Linked DNA regions of Mus musculus: all the other regions are linked to region 2. A link is a contact called in public Hi-C and promoter capture Hi-C data. All regions are on one chromosome and are shown on one strand. Each heading gives the region's core, a stretch centred on a gene start, on an enhancer-like site or on the middle of the called end of the contact. The rest is flanking DNA. Distances are from core to core; before and after follow the strand shown.

Region 1 (4,260 bases), core at 1,499-3,998, 360 kb after region 2:
GCGCATAACAAACAAGGGAAGAACATGGGGGCCGAGGGAAATGGGAGGCCGCTGTCCTCACCCTTAGAGCCTACCCAAAGCGAGATGTGGGTTGTTTAAGGATTCCAGCGGTGATGGGGATAAAAGGGAGATGTAGTCATTAATGAAGGGGAATGATGACTTCAAAGAGAAACACTTAAAGGCGAGGACAGAGAGGGAGAGGCTGGGAACTTGAGAGATGAGAGGACCTGGGCATGCAGGCGAGGCGACAGTCAAGAGTCGCACAGCAAAGACCGAGAGCCACACAATAAAGACCACAGGTCTGAGGCCACAGGACTAGGCAAGAGCCAGACATCTGACAAAGTAGAGACATCAGAGGGAAATGAAAGATGGAGCTGGGGAGATGGCTAGATGGCTAAGAGCACTGGATGCTCTGGCAAAGGATCTGACTTCGATTCCCTTCACAAACATGGTGGCTCACAACCACCTGTAACTCTAGTTCCAGGGGATCTGACATCTTCTTCTGGCCTCCTTGGGCACCAGGCCTGCAGGATATATGCAAATACAATCAGGAAAAAAACACTAATATAGATTTTTTAAAAAATAGAAAGAACGGGAAGGTAAGAGTGGGGCTGTGGTGGTTTGAATGGGAATGGCCCCATGGATTCATTCATCCAAATGCTGAAGGGCTGCCACCATTGGAAAGGATCAGCAGCGGTGGCTTTAGAAAGTGTCACTGGGGGTGGGCTTTGAGGTTTCAAAAGTTCAATCCATGTACAGTAGCTCTCTTCTTGCTGCCTGTGGTTCCAGATGTAAAACTCCCAGCCACCTCTCTGACACCATGTCTGTCTGCCCGCCACCACTCACCCAGCCACGACGGACTAAATCTCAGAAACTGGAGGCCAGCTTTTGTTTACGAGAGTTGCTGTGGTCGCGGTGTCTCTTCAGAGCAACAAGACTAAGCCAGGGAGCTCATAGCCAGTCTCCTCACAGAATCTGGAGCGAGCGCCATGGAACCACATGCTTCTGTGCTGTGGGACGTGCTCTACCGCTGATGTGACTTGCAAAGTGTTAACAGGTAATCTTTACCGTCCACTGGCTGGGATCTAGAATCGCTCTAGAAATAAACACCTGGGCACGCGTGTGAGAGAACTTCTGATGAGCCTGGGTGACTGATGAGAGATCCACACTGGATGTGGGGAGCAGTAGCTGTTCTTTGGGGTGAGCTGGGCACTGCAGTCTCTCCCCCTAAATCTTGACTTTAGATTTTGCTGTGATTTCTCTGCCACAATGGACTGTGAGCCAGGCCAGGCCCTGTCTTTACGGTAAGGGGATTTCACTGGGTGTTTGTTATGCTGCAGTGGAAAGAAAATGAAATAATCCCTGAAGCAACTTCACAGAACTCATAGAAGGGAGGGCCCAAGGCAGGAAATGGGACAGCCTGCTGGGCACGCCCACCAGTGCATATCACAGAAATAATGAGAGGCTCTTAATCAGGAAACCCCTAATATAAAAACAGGGCACGGAAACACACAATGTAAAATCAAGCTGAGAATCAAAATTAAGACAAAATACTGCAGTGGGGAAAGGCTTCAGTCACTGCTGGCTTTTATTTAAAAATAAATTTCTAGCATTAAATGTTCCTTTTCCATTTGGTTTGGGTCAACAGGTTATTAACACCATAGAAAAAAGTTAATGGAAAAGTATGGTCTAGGACAAAATGTGTTATTATATTTTGTGGAAATGCCTACTTTGGGGAAATTATTATCTCAGAAACAGCCATCCCTAAGTCTGTGAAGGAGAGCCAATTACATCAAAACCCATCTCCTATTGGATTTCACTTTTCAATTAACAGAGCTTGAGAGACAAGAACACAAGTTATAATATAAACTGCATGCCTGTGTCTTCACCTGCTTGTAAAAGACATAAAGAATGTGCATCTGGATTTATTTAAAATATGCATATTTACATTATCCACAACTCTGAAATCGTAACTGAAAATCTATGACCAAAAGCTTATAAGCAGAATACACAGAAACAAGAACATATATAAAATATGACTTTCAAGAAGGATTAAGGACGCCCAAAGCACACACAAGCAGCAATACAAATGGGCACAAGGAAAAAGAGATATTTGGAACTGTCAAGAACGGTAGTATACATAGGAAAGGGGGAAGAAATGGGAGAGACATGAAATGGTGCTAACTCTCCAAGCTGGAAAGCATGTAGCCTCACTCACAGCCAGTGATGGAAGCCATGTAAATGACTTAGTTCAAGAAAGCAGGATGCAATCAACAAGATGCAGAGGTTTTCAGATGGGACCTTTCTTTCCTTCCCCTGGGGAGGATGGTGAAGGCTGGATCTTTGAAAGCCACCTTAGACAATGGTGTGTTCCTGCCGCGGTGGTAGACACACGTACTACAGAACTGGGAGATGGAATTGGTCCAGGTCTCCCACATAACTCTACTTCCCTCTGAATGCCCTGTGGCTAGACTGGGGACTGAATTTTTGTTACATCATAAGTAAACAAAAATTAGTTAATAGGGGCCAAACAGTGGAATAGGTTTGGCAGAAAAAAAGTTTACAGATATATACTATCAAATCTCCTCTCTGGTGCCTAGTTTCAATATCTGCAGTCTCAGTTAACAGGAATCAACTTAAGGTCTGAAAGTACTAAATGGAAGGTTCCAGAAATAAACTGTTCATAGGCTTTACAGGGCAGCTGTGGTGAAATCGCATGCTGGCTATGCTGTTATGTTCACAGTTATTGAGTCACCGAAGTTATCAGATGGCTATGTCTCAGCTGACAGTGACACAGAGGCCAGGAAGATGACTCGAGGGTTAAGAATGCCAGCAGCCAAACCTGGTCACCTGAGTCTGATCCACAGGACTCACATAGAGGAAGGAGGCCAACTCCCAAAAGTTGTCCTCTGATCTCCACAGCCGAGCCCTGGCAGGTGTGAGTCCCACCCTCCACATACACACCAGTAAACAAATGAATTAAGTGATCTACTGAACCCCCCCATACTTAAAAATATGTTTTACTTGGTATGTACATCTATCAAGAAACAATATATTATCTTAGCATTAATTTAGTTTCATCTAAAATGTTAAATTACTTGCCATGGTAACTTTTTCAGAGAGCATTGTATGTATTTTAGTTATTAATATCCTCATCTTTAGGATGTAAGATATGTGTATGTATAGGAACAGATTCATCTTTAGGATGTAAGATATATGTATATAGGAACAGATAAAGTTCATTTGATTGTTTCATACCTCACTGTATAACAGCATCCTGCTACTAGGGTAGACACTATCTTATCCCAGCTTAGGATAATGGTGAGACACTAACTCTACAGATGACTATGTAATCACATTTAAGGTAGAAAAGGGGCATTTAATAAGCTTAATACTAGCACACATCCTCACCGTCCACAAATATTAATGTGAAAAACGATAACCTCCCCAGCGTCCCAGAGTAAACCTTGCTTAGAGGCCTTGCCTGGAGCGACCTATTTACTGAATAACGAAACAGTACAAAACTGTAGGAATTCTTCCAAAAGAGAAGCAAATTAATAATTTTTAAACTGGATTTACTGCACGGGATGACTGTGCCCCTAACTACACAGAGAGTCGTAACCTGTTCCTACAGACAGAGAAGGGCTTAGACTTATAAGGAAATCGAGAGGGACACTTTTAGCCATGTTCCTCTGACCATTGACTTGTGGCCTGGAACTTGATTCCTAAGCCCTGCTGTGTTCCGTTCAGATCTCCCCATGATCCACCAGGAAGGGCTGGGGCTCCCTGGGAGCAAGGACCTGCACCTACCTTCCCACTGGCCCGTCAGCACCAAGGTCCTGTTAATGACCACGTCAATTTCAGTAGCTCCATCCTCCACGGCCAGTCTGATCTCTTCCAATCGAGTCTTTAAATGAGTCTGTCCAGCTGGAAAGCCAGTGGCCACTGGGAGAGATTTCAAAGAAAGAAAACAGAGGGAGAAAATGAGGGAGGGGAAAAAAGGGACAAACCTCAATTGGTCAGTTTGTAAGTGCGGCTTTGAGAAATGAGGCATGAACGGTACCTAAACGTGACTCACGCCACACAGGACAAAGTTGGAGTAGTGGGATGAGTGTACATACATTTTCAGGGACATGATACATGTCTCTCTGGAAGACCTGAGGTGAAGTTGCTGCAGAGATGTTTGCATGGGACGCTGAGTAACTATCAACTAACTAAATATCAGCTGAGTTTCTTTTTCATTCACCCACCTCTGATTCT
Region 2 (4,290 bases), core at 1,175-3,674:
CAGCCATGGCTGCACCAGATGTTTAGTCATCACAAGCTGGGCGAATCCTGGAAACCTCAAAACCTTTTCCACAAGTGAGAGGGGAGTCCAATTGGGAGCTTAGCTGCTGAGCAGTTCTCTCTTTGCATGTGGTGGACTGCTGTGATTGGTGCAAATGCAGCTTATCCCGTGTATGAGGGGCCGTGCCACGGTGGGTGAGAACACAGCCCTTCCCTTCACTCATGAATGCCTGCTATGATCTGCGCCAACCTACTCTCTCTGGATTACTCTGTAAGCCAACATAGAGGCACCTTCTACGCTGCTTCCTGGCATGGCAGCATCAAAAGCCTTCCCTTGAGAACCTTTTATCGTCTATATATTGAGTGTGTACATGTGATCGTTTGAGATCGAGTCTCACAATGTAGCCCAGATTAGCCTCAAACTCACTGCATGCCTACCCCAGCCTCTCAAGGGCTAGGGTTCCAAGCCTACATCCTCACATCCAGTTTCTTGACTTCATGTGCTGTTCATCACTAGCATAGCGACCTGCCTGAGAAGCCAAGGAAGAACACTGAGTCCCAAGGCAGCAGGACAAAAGCCATGGAAGGACAGCGGAGGGGTGCTAGGGGCAACTGGGGCAGAAAGGAGGTAAAATAGAGGTGAGAAAGACAATAAGAGCCAAAGGTAGAAACTCCGATGCTGAACTCAGAAACTCCAGAGTTGCTCAATGTCTAGACTCCCTACTCCAAGCCCAGGAGCTAGAACATCAACCCTGCCAAGGCTGATGAGCCTCTTACCCTCAACCCTAAGGGGACCAGAACTTGAGGCCTGTAGAAGATGCAGCAGTAGAGGGTACTACCTACAGTTTGCTATGACCTCATCGCAGCCGGAAGCTGCGGATAACAAAAGTGGCCAAGTGTCAAGTCTCAGGTTCTGATGGCTAAACCTTTCTCTCAAGATCCTAAAACAGTGGGGTTCTGTTTTCCAAAGTGTTTGTAGCTCAGTGCCTGGCCTGCTAGTCCACCCTCTAAGCCCTAGGCCCTCCCTCTCCCGGGACAATCACCATCACACAAGGGTCTCTTCACCTACCCAGGATGCCTGTCAGGAGAGAGCAAAGGGATGCCCACCAGTTGACTGAAAACAGCTTGGGATGAAAGACTCCGACACAGAAACCATTTTCTTCTACTTTGAAGGAAAGAAGCTTGAGTAGGGTATAAATAAGGCCAGGTGGTACAATGGAGACTGGAGACCCCACCTGCCTGTCTCTGGAGCCCTGTCATCGCCGACCTGTATAGTTCCTGGACTCACAATTCCATTCTAGGAATTGTGGGGTGCTGTTTTCTCATTTCCTGGAAGCTTCTCCTGTAACTCCTGTTGTCATATTTTGCCCCAGTGCTATCTGCAGTTGAGAAATACTCCTCTTTCTCCTCATGGGCCCTCAGCCAAGAAAAAGCAAAGTTCTTTTCTTCTCAAAACTGTTTGCCCTATCTGCATCAGTATTGTGAAACTTGGAAAATCTGGGCACACAGCCACAAGGCCATGACTCTTCAATTTTCAATGGATCGAAAGCAGCAAACACATTTGTTGTGAGGACAGAAAAGAGGGCTGCAACAGAGGAAGAACAGAAATACACACATGATCAGAGTCCCAGGCACCTTCCCTACAGCCTCAGTGGGGCCAGACTACAGTGGCCACAGGGGAGGGCGGCTCTGGGGAGTAGCTGCCCAAGGGCTGCGCCCTCAGGTCTTTGGTCATCAGGCTACAGTCACAACAGAGCACGCTCTGCTGCTCTGCTAAGTCTGTAAGTCATATGATATCAAAAGTACCAGTGTAAAGACTTGTAGAGATTTCTCTTGCCTACCACAGGAGAATCTAGAAAAGCAAACAACTTTTCAACAAGTTGAAAGGCCTGCATGTCCAAGTCACCCGGGACACTGTAGGGTTTTACTCCCTGGGAAAGGACAGAAGTTGCTGAAACCGCAGTGACTTCTCATCTTGTTACAACTTGCATGTATTTTTTTTCCCCTCCCCTCAAGATCAAGAGACCCTTTCAAAGGGAATGCTACTTGGGCTTGAAAATAAGAAATAAGAAAACCATCTCTTAAACATGAAAAGACTCGTGCTCCCAAGTTTCTTCTTGGAGTTTGAGAAAGGAAAACTTAATGCAGGAACAGAAAAGCACAATTCTCATTTAGAGCGGGCCACAAAAATGGGGGCGGGGGGTGGTCATTTAAACAACTAAAGGGAACAAAGGCTTTTCAAACAGGCACAGCCACTCTCTAGCCTTACACCTGCCACCCACCGGCCCCTTGCACCCACCCACTCCTAGCCTGGGAGCAGCACCGTGGCCGTGCGCAGCACCCACCTGAATCCAGGGAGAAGGGCTGCAAGTTGTCCTGCCGAGCCTGTGCACTTCTGGGACTTTTCACCAACAGGACCCGCGCTGGCACCGCCCTTTTTCAGGCTATTTTTCTATTAATCACCCCGCCTCCTGACCGTGCCAAGCCCCGCCTTCGGAGCTTGCCAAATCCCACCCCTGAATCGCCCCGAAACTGCTGTGGCTGGTGAGGGTCTTTCTCTGCTAAGGATCTTGGCAGTTCTGTTCCGGCTCCGGAAGAAGGGAAGCAAGGAAGGGGTTGCTAACTTTTATGTCGCTGGAAACAAAAAGACCTTAGTGTTGAATTTGGAAAACCTAAAAAGAAAATGTTTTAAGGAAATGTAAATCTCGGGGGAGGGGCTCTATTGCTGTGAATACCTTCAGGGTGCAAAGTGAAACCTGCGAAATTATGAGTCTGTTAGGCAACTAACTTGTTTCACAGTGACTTAGGAAAGTGTTGCAAGGGGGCAGGGTCGTTAGGGCAACATCAAAGCTATTGCACATCACAGAGCCCCACAGTAATGGCCAAGCTCCAGCTCTGAGAGCTCTAAGGTTGATAAGTTCCCATCTGCAACATTTCACTCGGGAACTTTACCAGTTTACACCTGTGCCCCACATTGCTCTGAGAATCAATCAGTCTTTCTCTTTTCTTTTCTTTTCTTTCCTTTTCTTTTCTTTTCTTTTCTTTTCTTTTCTTTTCCTTTCTTTTCTTTTCTTCCCTCCCTCCCTCCCTCCCTCCCTTCTGTCCTCCTCCCTCCTGTCCTCCTTCCCTCTCTCTCTCTCTTTCTTTCTTCCTTTCTTTCTATTCCTTCCTTTCTTTTACACGATTATTCTCTTTTTTATTTCTTCATTTTCCTCCTCTTCGTCTTCTTCCTCCTCCTTCTTCAGTATGAACCACTTAATTTTCTGAGTTTTAGCTGGGTGCCTCTTTGGTTTGGTTTTATTTGTCGTTTTAGAGAGGATTTTGTTACTTAGCCCTGTCTGGAACGCGTGGTACACACTAGTCTGTACACAAACTTATGACCATTCCTGCCTCAGCCCCCAAGGGCTAAGATTTTTCTCACCAGGACCCACTCTGATTCTGACTTTCAAGATTCAGTAGACAGTTCTATTTTATATCCCTTCCAAAAACTAAAAGGAATTAAGAAGCAATGTGCTGACCCAAGCTGAAGTCAGTCAGTCCTGAAGATGGTTTCTTTAAAGGCATGATTGGTAGAACATCTGAAAAGAGTGTTTGGTCGACCTTTTCATTTCAGTTGAAAACATTGTTCAGTTCCTCTCTGGGGCCACACCAGAACACTGAGTGCAGTGGAGCAGAGCTTTCTGAATTTCCTTGAGAGCGGTTAGTACTGCAAGGACTTAAAGAGCTCTTCATTTACACCAAGGAAGACAGCACAAATCCTGAAGGCAAGATTACACAGAAAGGTGCACAAAAATTCTTAACTCTTATCTTCGGAAAGCCAGTGGGAAAACAAGGGCACACTTTTACAAAGAGCATCTCAGTCATCTAATGATCTCATTGAACTTTGTCCAAACTATCGGCTAGTTAATCAATACATAAAGGGTTTCTGCTGTAACGCCCTACTAATTATTGACCATCTGGTAAATGTGATTTTACGTGTGCATATAGCAGAAAGATCTGTTGCTGTCTTTAGTATAATATGAGCATTTGCTTGTAATAGATTTAATTCAGCAAACACTTTAGTGAATGCAAGATACTTGGTTTGATGATGAAGTTTAAAGCTAAAGGGGGGCTATACCCCAGCGTTGTGGGTGCAAGCACAGCTTTTCCCTTCCTCTTGCATCCTCGGTGTGCTTTAGATGACTGAAAAGGATAAGTATTATTGTTTAGCTTGTCTTAGTTTGAGTAAAAAGGATTCCAATTTTTAACCTTTCTCCTTATCACCCTTTTAACCCTAAGGGGGGAAAAAATC
Region 3 (4,011 bases), core at 1,276-3,775, 340 kb after region 2:
TTTCTCTTTTTATTGGTTATTTTATGTATTTACATTTCAAATGTTATTCCCTTTCCCGGTTTCCCCTCTGGACCTCCCCCACACCCCTCCCCCTGCTTCTATGCCGATGTTCCCCTCCCACCTCACCGCCCTGGCATCTCTCTACACTGGGGCTTCGAGCCTTCACAGGACCAAGGAATTCTCTTTCTACTGATGTCAGGCTCTTTTTAAATGACTATTAAACTGCAGGGCTTGGAAGAAAGAGTCCTGTCCTGACCATCGGTTCAGGGTCCTGCCTGCTAAACAGAAGTACTCATGGCCATTTCTGAAGTACTTCAGAAAAAGCACTAACCACCCCCTGCCACGCCCACCCTGGTAACTATCACCCGGCCATGCCCACCGAGGACCCAAGGAAACACTAGCCATCCCACTGCCATGTCCACCCAGGACCGGCTGACACCTGATTCTCTGACAGTTGGATTTATCAACGGTGTAACTATGAAGCTCTTGAGGAAATCCTCATAAAAGTCTCGCTAAAGAGTGTTGGCCTAGACTGTCTCTCTCAGCAGCACTTTCACCATCTACACGGGCTTGATATTTTAGTCCCTCCTGAGCTCGGACACTTTTGTATTTCAGGTTTTCTTGTGGTAGAGTGAGAGGTTTGAGGTCAGTGAACTCTTTAAAAACAAGCAAAACAACATTATTTAGACATTTTTCCATTTTAAAGATTCATTCTTATTTTGCGTGCATGAGGATATAGAAACATGTCTATGTACCACGAACATGCCTGGTGGCCTTGGAGGTCAGAAAACAGTATCAGTTCCCCTGGAACTGCAACCACAGATGGCTGTAAACTGCCATGTGGACCCTGACAACAGGGCAAGTGTCCTCTGCAGGAGCAAATGGCTCTCTTGACGGCTGAGCCACCTCTCCAGCTCCCCTGTTTGTTTGTTTGTTTGCTTGCTTGCTTAACAGTTTACAATCCTAATAGTTTTCTAGGCATTTCAGCATTAATTCTCTATCTACTTATTTAACTCTGGCTAGGGACTGAACCCAGGGTCTTGGACATAACAGACAGGCCCTCCACCACTGAGCTGCACCCCCAGGCCTCCACCATCTACCTACAAACATCCACTTAGACTCTTTGACTGGCAAGTAACAGGGAAATCGATGAGTAAGCGAAGATCTCTTTAGTGACTTACACACAGAAAACGTGGCAGGCGGGATTCCAACCTGAAGACCACATTTCCCACTTGCCTAACTAGCTCGAGGGAAGACAAAAATTACATAGGAGATCACTGAAGTTTACGGGCTTGTAAAGAGCCATGTTAACAAACATTTAAAAAGAAAAGGGGCTCCCGCAGTACCTCCCTCCCTCTGCTTCGCAGCTCCCCTCGGCTAGCATGCATGACTTTGTTTGTATTCACTTGCATTAGGGCCAGGGCCACAGACAGAAACTGTGGATTTCCGGAATGCCCCTTCACTACCTAAGTCGTTTCACTGAATGGCTTGGCTGAGCAATTTAATACAGAGGGTCTCTCTCTTCTTTATTCTAGAAATGGCAGTACAACCTTCGGCTTGTGTCAGCCAGTTTTTCCTCCAGTTAACATAACTTTCTACATTTTTTAGAAAAAAAACTACATCTTTCTTCATTTATTTGTTCTTATGAAGTAAACCTAGAAGCCCTCAAATATTTTTTCTTTGAAATCAAATAAAGAAATATTCATCCATGCAGAAGAAAAGAGAGCACAGGAGAGTCCCTGGCTCCGCTTTATAATATTACAGCACGTGGTGCAGTCTCGTGTCTGTATTTATTTCCAGTCATTTAGTTTATGATGGAGAATAACTTTTGATTACTGATGCTCGCAGTATTATTCTCTCTGTCTTGGACTGTTTGAGGACCTGTATTTTATTACAAAGTCCAATAAAAATAAAGTGAAAAGCCCACAGGTCCCCAAACTGCTTCCTGGCCGGGGCTGTACGTCACTCGTTTCCAATCTGGAAGGAATTTCCTTCCCCTGTAAGTCTCTGTCGCTTGCTCATAAGCAAATTTATCTCCTAATGCCTCCTTCTTTATTTTAGCCATTAATCTCCCATTGAGAGTCCTACCAAATGCTTTCTGCAGATAAAAATATTTAATGTTTACTAGATTTCCCCATTCCACGCAACATATATTGCTTAAAGGGGGGAAAAAATCAATCTTTTCTACCTGAATTCAAGTTTGTTAGTTTGACTCCGTATGTTTCCCTCGGAAGTAAGAAATCCTATTTCTTTTGCTACAGGTTGAATTATGTCCAAACAAAAGAAGTCAAAATTGTAACCTTAGACTCCTCTTCTAGAAGGTGAGCTTATTTGGAAATGGGGTGGTTGAGTTGGTAATCATTTAAGAAGAAAGCACACTGAGTAAAGTGTCTGTTGTCTGGCTGGAATCCACAGAAGAGGCCCAGGCACACAGAGAGAAGATGCCTGACGGCAGAGGTCAGGCCCGGGAAGCTGAGTGTGACCCTATTTCATTCAGCAAAGGTCAGCAAGGAAATGAGTGGGACTGAACCTGCGGAAATGCCTGTTGTAGGAGTGGATGGCAGGCAGGGCGTACATGGCGGGCAGGGCGCACATGGCGCGCCTGCATTTAAAAGTCCTCCCCAGATGGGATAGCAGGTTGGTTTTCACCCTATAAGAGGTTTAACTTCCTGGCCTAGTTTAAGGACGTGTAAACAAAGTTACACTTCAAAGCCCAGTCCCCCAGCCCCTCATGCCTCTGTACCTCTCTCCCTGTGTCTTCCCTGAACCACACATAAGCTTGAGCCTTTTTCTTTCCATCAAAAAACCAAGTCAGAAGTTCTTCATGCCCTCCCCTCCCCTCTCCATCTACCTGTGAAGTCTTACAAAGTTCCACGACACTCCACTGCTTTGCAGTGCTTCAAAGCAGTCTTGGAAATACAACCTCTGGGTCATAGTTACAGGCTGCTAGCCGGGGCCATGCCATTATGTAAGGCTACTCCATTATAATGGAACTGTGACCATTGCCAGAAGTACGGTAACTTAATGCCCTGGATTATGATTATGTGGAGTAACTGCGTCTAGATTCTTTCCCCCGCCCCCAGAGCTGTTTTGGGCATAACCTGTCCCGTGACTACTTATCAATCACGTGATCTGTTACAGAGACCATACTTTTCCTCTGAAACCTACAAGGAGGAGGCCCAACTCCTGCCATGTGGGCTGCACTGTCCTGTGAGCCCCTGCAATGTTCTCTGTCTGTCTGTCCATACCACTAATAACTGCTCTAAGAAATCTCTTACCCCAAAGGGCAATCTGCCCCGGTGTCCCCCTGCCTCTCTCACCCTGCCTCTCTCCCCCAGCCTCTCTCACCCGGCCTCTCTCACCCGGCCTCTCTCACCCGGCCTCTCTCACCCGGCCTTTAACCCAACACTGCTCTGTTCTTACGTTTTCTCCAGTGGTGGAGGCTCATTAACAACTCTTCTTGTTATAAGTTAAACACTTTTACTTAGGAAACATGAGACCTTGTTTTAAAAGGACATTAAAACAAACCAGGCTGGTACACCATGGGGATCAGAATGCACCATCTGGAACAATACTCCTTGAGCAAGGAAGACTTGCAGCACATGACAGGGGCACTCAGGGTGGCTTGTGACAATCTTCTGGTGTCACTTGCCATTTGAATCATATTAAAGCTTTAGGTAGTAATTGGCTCTTAGTCACGGCACGGTTTTGTTTTTTGTTTCTTGTGGTCCAAGTGAATCTCCCGGGACTTTCACGGGTCTTTTATGATTGAATGACCTCACTTATTTACTTTCCGACTTCTCCGCTTCATCTCACTGTCCCCGTATTACTCTCTTCTTAGTAGGTTGGATTTCAGATCAGCTAACCCCTGGCTCCTGCTACTCCCTGGCCCCACTTTTATTTCCTCTGCTTTGCAAAATTCTGGCCGAGTTCAAAACTCCTTGCCCGTTCCGTCAAGGTGCACCCTCCTGTGGGCCCGGGTCCCTCCAGCCCCAGGTTTTTACGAGTGCT
Region 4 (4,276 bases), core at 172-2,671, 490 kb after region 2:
TTGTTAACCTGCTTCTACTATGTTGGTTATTTGTTAACCTGCTTCTACTATTTCAAGTCTTACAATATCTGTAAGGAGCAAGATTAATTTCATGTCAGTCCTCAGGGTCCATCTTTCCCAGTCTACAGTTGAAGGAGAGTTGATCTGAGTATATAAATCTATGTATGTAAGCTGTGGAGTAGGCAGACCTGGATTTCAATCCTAATGTCACTATTGGCTTTGGCAAAAAGAAAATTCTGAATAACATTTTCCCAATTTTCTAAAGCGGTGATTCATTTTAAGGGTTAGAGATGGTGTAAAGTAAAATTTGTAGCTCCTGGCAGAGATTGTCAATTAACAATCCTAGTTTTCTATACCATCTATCAAAACCAGCTATTTCGAACACTGGACATGCTCAAGTGGATGTCAGTCTGTTGGGAATGTTGGATGGAGGAAGATTCTGGATGAAGGCAGTAGACCGAACTTAATCATAAAACCCATCACTGCCCCCTTTTAGTCTCCATCTTGGCCTGCTAATTCACGGTCTCTTGAATGAGCTTTTGCTTGCCTCGCAAAGCAGGTAGGCCCAGCTATTTAAGCCAAGTTTTGTTTAATAGTCTGCCTTGGCTTCTTTGGAAGTCAATTGCCTTGGAAGTTAGAAGGGCCAGGGTGTCTGGGGGCGTAGCTGTGACAACGGAGGTATTGTAGAAGGTAAGAAAATGCCAGGTTCAGAAGAGAAGACTGGCAGATCCTTATTTTGTGGCTTCAGTGATCGAGCCAAGGAGCACTGAGCAGTGGTGAGTAGTTATTACTGGACTAAAGAGTCTCCCATACTTGAAACTACACCAGACTCTTGGCAGGAGCTCCTATGAAAAATGGGATCCAGGACGCCTGGTGAGACAGGTCTGGGCTTGCTGGCTATATCCAGGGACTGGAGTATTGTAGTCTCTCTAAACCAGTGAAGCCCTTGGGTACCACTTGCATACTGCTTTGGTTGAAGAGAGATGGTACAGGAGCAGACCAATGGACACAGGTCACAGGTCAGAGGCTGGGGAATACCTCTTCTTGGTAGTTGAGTAGGGCAGTAACTCCCAGATTAACACTAGTCATCAGTTGTGTGGCAGGATCTGGCCGCGGTCACCTGAGCGCTCTTTCCGCCTGCGGCATCCCCCCCCCCCCCCCCCCCGGCTGTGCTCTGCAGACCTAGGTCATTTCACTTGAGGAATTGTAGACACCACTCTGAGGCTGGGATCCCGGGTCTCCCCTGCGGGGTGCCGTGCTCGCCTTGTGGGATGAAGCCCTTGAGATTCTATCCAGAGCCCTAGGGTCTACTAGAGACTCAACTGTCCTCAAGATCTTGCAAACGGAGCCCTCTCCCGGCCGCGCGGGGCAACGCGCGTTCCCGGCTCGCTGCTGGGCATGCGCGGCGCGCGCTGGCTGTGTCCGGGAGCGAGCGGCGCGCACACACGGCCCGGGCGGCGGGCGAAGCGGGCTCCCGGGGCGCTGGGCGCAGGGCGCAGGGCGCAGGGCGCGGGGCAAGCCCCAGCGGCGTGTCTGCAGCGGGGCGCGGCGGGCGCTCCAGCTCCGGGATCTTTCTCCCTCCGTCACCTCCCTCGCGTCTAGGGAGGTCGTGGCACTCCCTGAGGAGCGCGGCTGCTCGGAGGGCGGATCCTAGGTAAGAGCCCCCCGAACATCAGTGCGGCTCCCCGGGTGGGATTCCCGCGGCATGGGCTCCCTCTCGCTTTCCCATAAGGGTCTTTGTGAGCCGTCACCGGAGTGGTGCCAGGCTCAGCGGCCGCTGCGGTTCACTTGGACCCTTTGCAACTGGTGTGTCGGCGGCCAGGTGTGCGCGGCGCTGCCGCCCTAGCGCGTCCCCGCGCCCGCTCCGCGCACCCCGAAGCCAGGAGACCCGATCCCCCCGCGGCCTCCTCCGCCCGGGTGGTCGCCGAGGTCCCCCGAGAGACCCCGCGCTCCCCTGGGCTGCGCGGGCGTACCTGAGTTCCGCACACCTGGACTCCCACCCCGCCCTAACGTCTTAGATGCAGGGCTTTCGGAGCGCCTCTCACCCAGCTCAAGTGGGGACCCCTTAGGAAACCTGTTTGAGATGTGGACCCGCCCTGGTATACACCCTCCAGTTGAGGTAGCTCGCTGTGTTTGAATAGTTGTGAATTCTGGATCACTTTCCAACACCATTTTACTTTTAGGAAGATGGCCTCTCTATGGCTGTCAGTAGTGCTTCGGAGGGCTCCACACCCACCGAGAGAGACAGTGAAGGCGCCCCGGGGTCTCATCCCTTCCTTCCTTTCAATGACTACAATACACATGCAAAAATCTTTGCCCGGTTCTCTGAGCCATGTTGTTCAAATCCTCCTCCTGTAGCCCCCAAGTGCTGTTGGCATCTCGCCGGGGCAGGACGCCCTAGGGTTTGGGCTTAAAATCCATAGACATTTGGAGCAGCGAGGCATTAGAAGAGGAGGTCTTCCTGAGCCAGTGTTTCAGCGAATGCATGGCTGCTTTTCTTCTAAAGGTTTCCCTTCTTGCCTCAGACAGTAAGAGAAAGAGACGAAAAAGCGAATAAGATAGTTCAGATCCAACTTGGTTCAGACACGTGTGGGTACTTTGAAGTTTTATTTGGTTTTGCCACTTTGGGGAGGAGGTGGAATTACGATTCCTGGAAGACTTTTTTTATGTTTAAAAAAAATCGTCAAAGTGTCTGTGTTGCGGGCTGTTTCTAATTTCTCGCTCTTGAAAGGATGCCATTCTAAGGCTCCCTGGGTTTTGGAACGGCTGCGCTCATTGTGTAGAATTGTAGATCTTGGGACAGTGAGTCTATTGAAATGAAAGCCAATGACATCTCGCCTCACCTAGTAAAGATTTCCTTCTTGTTTTGTTTTTAAATTGGGGATTGGAGGGTTTGGGGCACGCTGCTGTAGTTCTTAGTTTGCTGGGGTGGGAAATCTGTGAGTGATGAGCTCGCACCACCTGAAAGTTAAGCTTCTCTGTAGACTCATCACATAGCCGGCTGGGTACAGTGAGCCACAAGCTAGTAAGCTTGTGTGTGTAGAAAGCCCTTCCCGCACCATAGGAGACTAAGACTTTGTAAAATTCCGCAAGTCATTCACTTCCTTCATAGCAGGAAAAGAGAGAGAGAGAGAGAGAGAGAGAGAGAGAGAGAGAGGAGAAGAAAGTATCTTTTAAATCCTACTATTCTGAGCCAAGTGTTGCTCTCTGAATTGGGACGTCTACTTTGTAACTTTCACTTTCCAGTGTCATTGAGTATCATTATAATTGGCAAATGATTGTTTTAATCCCCTAACAGGAAACTGGTGTTTAATTTTGAACACTTTGCTTATTTGTGGTCAGAGGCAAAGAGTTCATTTTGTGTGCTCATCCAGCGTTACCCGGATTCAGTGTACACTGGTTCCTTCAACCTTGGCTTCTTTGTAGCCCTGTGACACAGGCTCTGCTCTCTGTTTAAGCATCTTTTCGTTTAGTCCTCTTTCTTCTTCTGAATCTCCTCTTCAGTCACCTGCTTTTATCTTAAAACATAAGTTCGTCTGAGCTAGGTTTGAATAAGAAACTATTAACCCCAGATTCAAACCTCTTTAGTTCCTTAAGTCTTATTGGATGAGTTTTAGCACTAGCTTTGTGTACATTTTCAGTTGGCTTTTCCAAGTTGTACTAGATACATTTGGCCGCTTTGTCTCAGTGCAAAACAACCAGAGGATAGCTTATAAACTTTCAGACATCTGCAGGGGTATCAGAGAGGAAGGGATGGAACTGTAGCCAAAGTGCTATACAGTACATCTCTCCTGGGAATTGCCCCACCAAAGTGTTTGCAGCTGCGGGGAACTGGACTTATTTTTCTTAAGAAACATTGTAGTGGAGTCCTTGCAAACAGTGTGAACTGAGTATTTATAAGAATGTGGGGGTTCTTTAGGTCCACACTGTAGCATCTGCAGTCATTCTCACATACACATCCTAAGTGGGGTCTTAAAAGAGACCATAAGGCCTGGAGAGGTGAATAAAGTGCTTGCCAGTCTAGGATGAGTTCAGAACCTGCGTACCCCAAAAAAAAAGCTGGCGTGCTTCTGCAGACCCAGTGCCGGGGTACAGAGGGTGAATACTAGGGACTTGCTAGCTAGCCAGTCTACCTCAAATGGCAAGCTCCAAAGTCAGCTGTGTACACACACATGCACACACACACACATACACACATGCACACACACACACACACACACACACACACACACATACATGCACACACACTAAATGAATATTGAAAGCAGTCTGTAAG
Region 5 (4,426 bases), core at 505-3,004, 270 kb after region 2:
AATACATGTGTGCAAATAATCCTGACTACCAGGCCTGAGGGACAGCACATGATGGGGTTTACTGAATGTCAGAGACGTTTGCTGAGGGACAGCAAGGCCACAGCTGTCTCAAACTAGCATTTGCAGAGCTGGAAGAAGAGTCCAAGAGGGAGGTTCCACAAATACCAACTTAACTGAAGCTGATCCAGAAGAGACACGTTGTTCCTTCGGCGCCCTCTATTGACAAGGTCAGGCTAGTGCCATTCGGCGAGGCATGCGTCATTCAGTGAGAAGAGAGAGTAGATTTGTGTGCCGCTTAGAATCAACAAACTGATAATTGGGTCCGTACAGATACAAAATGCCTTTTTTTCCCCCTAAGACATGCACACAGAAGAAATGCCTGTTTCGTATTTGTGCAAAGACAAGCTGGGGAATTGCTTTGAGTCCTGAGATCATGGTGAGGGGTACCTGGCATGCAACCATTGTTGCTCTGCTCGGCCCCAAATAACCAGTCTGTATAGGCAGCCTCTTCGCAGCACGACACTATGGCTCGCCGTCACTTCCTGTTTGAATTACTTTTTTAAAGACATAAACAATAGCAATCACACACACAAGCCTCTCTTGTTCAGTTGCTCTGAACAGGTTAATTGTATGCTGAGGAAAAGCGTTCCTTTTCTAATGACTCAAAAGCAAGACAGACGAGTGAGTGAACGTGTGATTTGATTCAGACATTCTTCTTAGATTGTTGCTGTTTGCGGCCATCACCTGGACCTACCCCTAACACCGGTGAAGTTAAGAACCTAGACTATCTAAAGGCATCCGTCCCAGGGTTCCTCAGGCTACTGGACAATTTCCATTTCTTGAATGAAAAAAAAAATCTCAGAATTCATTGATTTGGGGGTAAAGTTACTGAAAGCATCGAGGAAGGTCAATGAAACGGGTTGCTTAACTGAGGGAAATAGATGCCATCCTTGCTCACTGGTAGTTTCTGTGTACTCTTTATGCATAAATCAGTCTCGTTTGTGATAAGGAACACTGGAAGGGCTTGGATTCTCAGGAGGAGCAGACAGAAGCAGGAGCCCTGGGCCGTGGTCTAGGGAGGGCTTTGTGTGAAATTGCTGAAATGGAAGCAGACAGCGAGTTAATTCTGTTGCATTTCTGATGGGTTACTCTGCCGTGCTGGAAATGCTTCGAATGTGGACACTATTAAAGAAACTAAGCACCCGGTGGAAAGAGCGGGACAGGGTTGTTTTAGGTAAACTGGGCTGGTTGCAACAGCGGATAGATACTTTCTTTCCAAGCCTTCGAAAAGTAAAGGGGATACTCTCTTTCCAAGTCTTTGATGTTATCTTTCAAATGGGGGATGAACACACTTTTTGTCAACTTTCTCTACACCCTGAAATAACAAGACTCCATTCCCAAGCTTTTCTGTACCATAGTTAACAATTATTCTAATTGTCAGTCCCTGGATTTTTTTTTTATGCTTTCCCTGAAATGTGATAATTTGTAGGCTAATGTAAGAAATTAGACCATTTCCTAGTTTTTCTAAAAGGAAAGCACAAGGCTTCCTCTCTCAATAGATTGACATCGCAACCCCTCCACCTGTGAGAATCAATGAAGCGTTCACTCATTCGGAGTTCTACCGCCTTCTTGTCAACAAGGTGGAGGGAGTTTGTTTTTTTTTCTTTTTCTTTTTAGTGCTTTCTCTGTACTGTCATTTCAGATTCACAGTTGCTAAGTATTCCAGGAGCCCAGCAGAGGGACTCTCTCATGGTGTGATTTGCAAACTTTGAAATAACACCCACCATCAGAAGCACCATATGTTGCTGCGTTATAGTCAGCTGACAGGAGCATGTCATTTGTCATTCGAAATTCAGAAAATGTCAGCATCTTCATACCCAGCAATTGCCTACACGCCTCTCTGGTTAGCAAAGAGCATCATTGAGCCTAAGTGCACATGAAAATATGGGAGTCGTATGGAGGAATAAAAATAGCGGAGTCAGTATTAAGACACACAGCTTCATGAGCATATGGACAGACAGATCAACTTCCTATGCTCCCACCGTGTGTGTGTGTGTGTGTGTGTGTGTGTGTGTGTGTGTGTGTGTGTGTGTGTGTGTGTGTCTGTGTGTGTCTGTGTGTGTCTGTGTGTGCATGCATGAGTATGTATGTATGTGTGCGTGCATCTAGGAGAAAGGTCTGACCCATAGGGTTAATGGCATTTGGGCTAATCACGTTTTCTAACACTGGTGACTCAAATGTATCTTTTAATTATAAAATAGGATACCAAAGAATATTTTTTAATCCATTAAAGGCAGATTCAACATAAAACACAAGCTGTTTCCTTTGTGATTAAATTGCATGCAGCTGCGCTAGCTTCCGCAGAGCCAAGAGAGAAAAGCACTTGGTAATTCTTCCTAATTAGAGGATGCTAATTACTCCTAAATACAATGCACTTTCAATGTTATAAAGGTTCCTCTAAATCAATGTTTTTATAGGGCTAAAAATTAATAATGATTTCAAATCCATTAACTGTGGCCAAACTACCCATTTGTTCATGCTTGCACATGACTTTACAATGAAATCTCTGAACTGAAATGAGGTGAGGACCGAGCCACATGGCCTGGCGTATTAGCACATTATTTCCATGTTGATCAGTGCCCCATGGTGGTGTTTCTTCCCTGTGCTCATGTCATGGTGGAAGCAGAAGCAGGCACTCTGTGGTTGGAGCATGGTCATGCTTCCAATTTGCCTTCACTCTGTGTTCCCATCAGATAGCGGAACTTCCCTGCAGCAGGGGCTGGGATCTAAGTTCTTAATCACACGAGGGACCCATGGGGACAGAGAAACTCAGTTGCTGGGCACTACACGTTTTCTCCTTTGACACAAAAGTCCATGAAGACTTTGAGAGTCAAACAAAAGTTGTCCATTTTGTCTAATTAAAATACCAGGGCTGTATCAATGTATAGAACCAGTGAGATGTTTCAGCAGGTGGAAATGTCTGTTCCCATGCCTTATGAGCTGAGCTCAGTCCCTGGAACCCCCCCCCCCAACACACACACATGATAAAATGAGAAAAACAACTACCTTTATAGGAAAAGTATAGTGTATGTGTACTCAAATAAATGCACAAAAAGATTTAAAAAGTATATAAATTTTAAAATAACACTGTTCACTACACACTCTTCCAACTAAATTATGACCCTTATCAAATAAAGTCTTTTAAACATTTTTCTGGGATTAAAGTGGTTCAAGTGCACTATTGCATATGCCAGCAAGATTTTGCTGAAAGGACCCTGATATAGCTGTCTCTTGTGAGGCTATGCCAGTGCCTGGCAAATACAGAAGTGGATGCTCACAGTCATCTATAGGATGGAACACAGGGCCCCCAATGGAGGAGCTAGAGAAAGTACCCAAGGAGCTGAAGGGGTCTGCAATTCTATAGGTTGAACAACAATATGAACTCAACAGTACCCCCAGAGCTCATGTCTCTGGCTGCATATGTAGCAGAAGATGGCCTAGTCAGCCATCATTGGGAAGAGAGGCCCCTTAGTCTTGCAAACTTTATATGCCCCAGTACAGGGGAACTCCATGGCCAAGAAGTGGGAGTGGGTGGGTAGGGGAGCAGGGCGGGGGGTTGAGGGAGGGGTATAGGGAACTTTTGGGATAACATTTGAAATGTAAATAAAGAAAATATCTAATAAAAAAAAGAAATTTTAAAAAATAAATAAATAAAGTGGTTCAAGTGGTTGCCAGGCATGCATGAAAACCCGAATTTAGATTCCCAGAACCCATTAAGTGCTGAGTGGGTCGAGTGGTTCCTCTGTAATTCTAACTCCAGGAAAAGACATGAATGCCCAAAGCCACCTGATTGATGAGACTAGCCATGTTGGTGAGCTCTGGGTTTGATTGAGGGACCCTGTCTCAATGAATAAAGTAGAGAGCAATGGAGGATGATTCTTCCATCGACTTCTTGAGTTTCTACATGTGAGCACATACATGCACAAAGCATATACATATATACACATGCACACTACATACATACATATACATACATACATATATGAAAGTAGAAGAAATAAACACTTTTAACTCATTTTTCTTAATGATAATATTTTTCGTTCTCTATCATTTGCCTGTAAGTTATACTCTATTTAATTCAACTCCATCTTGAGAGGTGGCTCGTTTGCTCAGTCCATTTGTTCTGGGCTCTGGTTAAAATGCGTTTGTACTCCAAGGCTTCCTAGACAAAAGTCTTGTTCTCCAATGAGTTAGTGCTGAGGTGGTGGGAACTTTGAGTGACAGGATCTCCTGGGAGGTGGTTGTATCATAAAGTCACCAACCTAAGAAAAGATTAATGGTGCTGCCATCAACTTAGTTCCATACAGTCCTCTACAAAACTTCTGTAGACTGTATGAGGTCACATGACAGACTCTTGGGGAGCAGG

What was found. Promoter capture Hi-C pulls out the DNA fragments that hold promoters and counts their contacts. A called contact is a pair of places that touch in the nucleus more often than the background predicts.
Region 1: a promoter capture Hi-C map of liver shows a contact between it and region 2, with 1.8 times the contacts expected there. The contact joins the enhancer-like site here to the promoter of Mgst1 in region 2. A contact is called at or near these places in 9 of 39 promoter capture datasets (the 3T3-L1 cell line, the HPC-7 cell line, HPC-7-derived erythroid cells and 6 more), 1 of 15 datasets of contacts at CTCF or cohesin (pro-B cells), 41 of 484 Hi-C or Micro-C datasets (the HPC-7 cell line, LSK cells, the N1E-115 cell line and 27 more), 5 of 115 datasets of contacts at active chromatin or transcription factors (astrocytes, bone marrow-derived macrophages, embryonic basal ganglia and 2 more) and 3 of 9 other capture datasets (adipose tissue, liver and pancreatic islet).
Region 3: a Hi-C map of nephron progenitors shows a contact between it and region 2, with 2.8 times the contacts expected there. The contact joins the enhancer-like site here to the promoter of Mgst1 in region 2. A contact is called at or near these places in 11 of 39 promoter capture datasets (the 3T3-L1 cell line, the C10 cell line, the HPC-7 cell line and 7 more), 1 of 15 datasets of contacts at CTCF or cohesin (pro-B cells), 46 of 484 Hi-C or Micro-C datasets (the HPC-7 cell line, LSK cells, the N1E-115 cell line and 30 more), 7 of 115 datasets of contacts at active chromatin or transcription factors (astrocytes, bone marrow-derived macrophages, cardiomyocytes and 4 more) and 4 of 9 other capture datasets (adipose tissue, liver, macrophages and 1 more).
Region 4: a contact with region 2 is called in a promoter capture Hi-C map of the 3T3-L1 cell line, with 2.5 times the contacts expected there. The contact joins the promoter of Eps8 here to the promoter of Mgst1 in region 2. A contact is called at or near these places in 1 of 39 promoter capture datasets (the 3T3-L1 cell line) and 1 of 484 Hi-C or Micro-C datasets (pre-B cells).
Region 5: a promoter capture Hi-C map of hippocampal neurons shows a contact between it and region 2, with 3 times the contacts expected there. The contact joins the enhancer-like site here to the promoter of Mgst1 in region 2. A contact is called at or near these places in 5 of 39 promoter capture datasets (the 3T3-L1 cell line, Sertoli cells, embryonic stem cells and 2 more), 1 of 15 datasets of contacts at CTCF or cohesin (embryonic stem cells), 54 of 484 Hi-C or Micro-C datasets (3T3-L1-derived adipocytes, the AtT-20 cell line, B cells and 35 more), 7 of 115 datasets of contacts at active chromatin or transcription factors (astrocytes, bone marrow-derived macrophages, cardiomyocytes and 3 more) and 3 of 9 other capture datasets (adipose tissue, liver and pancreatic islet).

The regions. Positions count from the first base shown.
Region 1 is chr6:137,782,614-137,786,873 of GRCm38.p6, reverse strand. It overlaps Dera (deoxyribose-phosphate aldolase (putative)), which reads right to left. Exons shown (of 9, transcript NM_172733.1): 5 at 3,811-3,945. Among named protein-coding and RNA genes, the nearest start is that of Dera, 30 kb to the right of the region's middle. Within about 2 kb of position 2,748, at least 48 of the 459 cell types and tissues checked have an H3K27ac peak or open chromatin away from gene starts, as enhancers often do. A contact at or near this core is called in adipose-derived mesenchymal stem cells, bone marrow-derived macrophages, granulosa cells and 1 more, where this site is marked.
Region 2 is chr6:138,138,661-138,142,950 of GRCm38.p6, reverse strand. Mgst1 (microsomal glutathione S-transferase 1) reads right to left here and starts at 2,424. Exons shown (of 4, transcript NM_019946.5): 1 at 2,345-2,424.
Region 3 is chr6:137,803,340-137,807,350 of GRCm38.p6, reverse strand. The region is part of intron 6 of Dera (deoxyribose-phosphate aldolase (putative)); the gene reads right to left. Among named protein-coding and RNA genes, the nearest start is that of Dera, 51 kb to the right of the region's middle. Within about 2 kb of position 2,525, at least 13 of the 459 cell types and tissues checked have an H3K27ac peak or open chromatin away from gene starts, as enhancers often do. A contact at or near this core is called in embryonic stem cells and nephron progenitors, where this site is marked.
Region 4 is chr6:137,646,430-137,650,705 of GRCm38.p6, reverse strand. Eps8 (epidermal growth factor receptor pathway substrate 8) reads left to right here and starts at 1,421. Exons shown (of 22, transcript NM_007945.3): 1 at 1,421-1,654.
Region 5 is chr6:137,868,314-137,872,739 of GRCm38.p6, reverse strand. Gm38552 (a long non-coding RNA gene) reads right to left here. Exons shown (of 3, transcript XR_869527.1): 3 at 4,098-4,322. Among named protein-coding and RNA genes, the nearest start is that of Gm38552, 14 kb to the right of the region's middle. Within about 2 kb of position 1,754, at least 16 of the 459 cell types and tissues checked have an H3K27ac peak or open chromatin away from gene starts, as enhancers often do. A contact at or near this core is called in brain and hippocampal neurons, where this site is marked.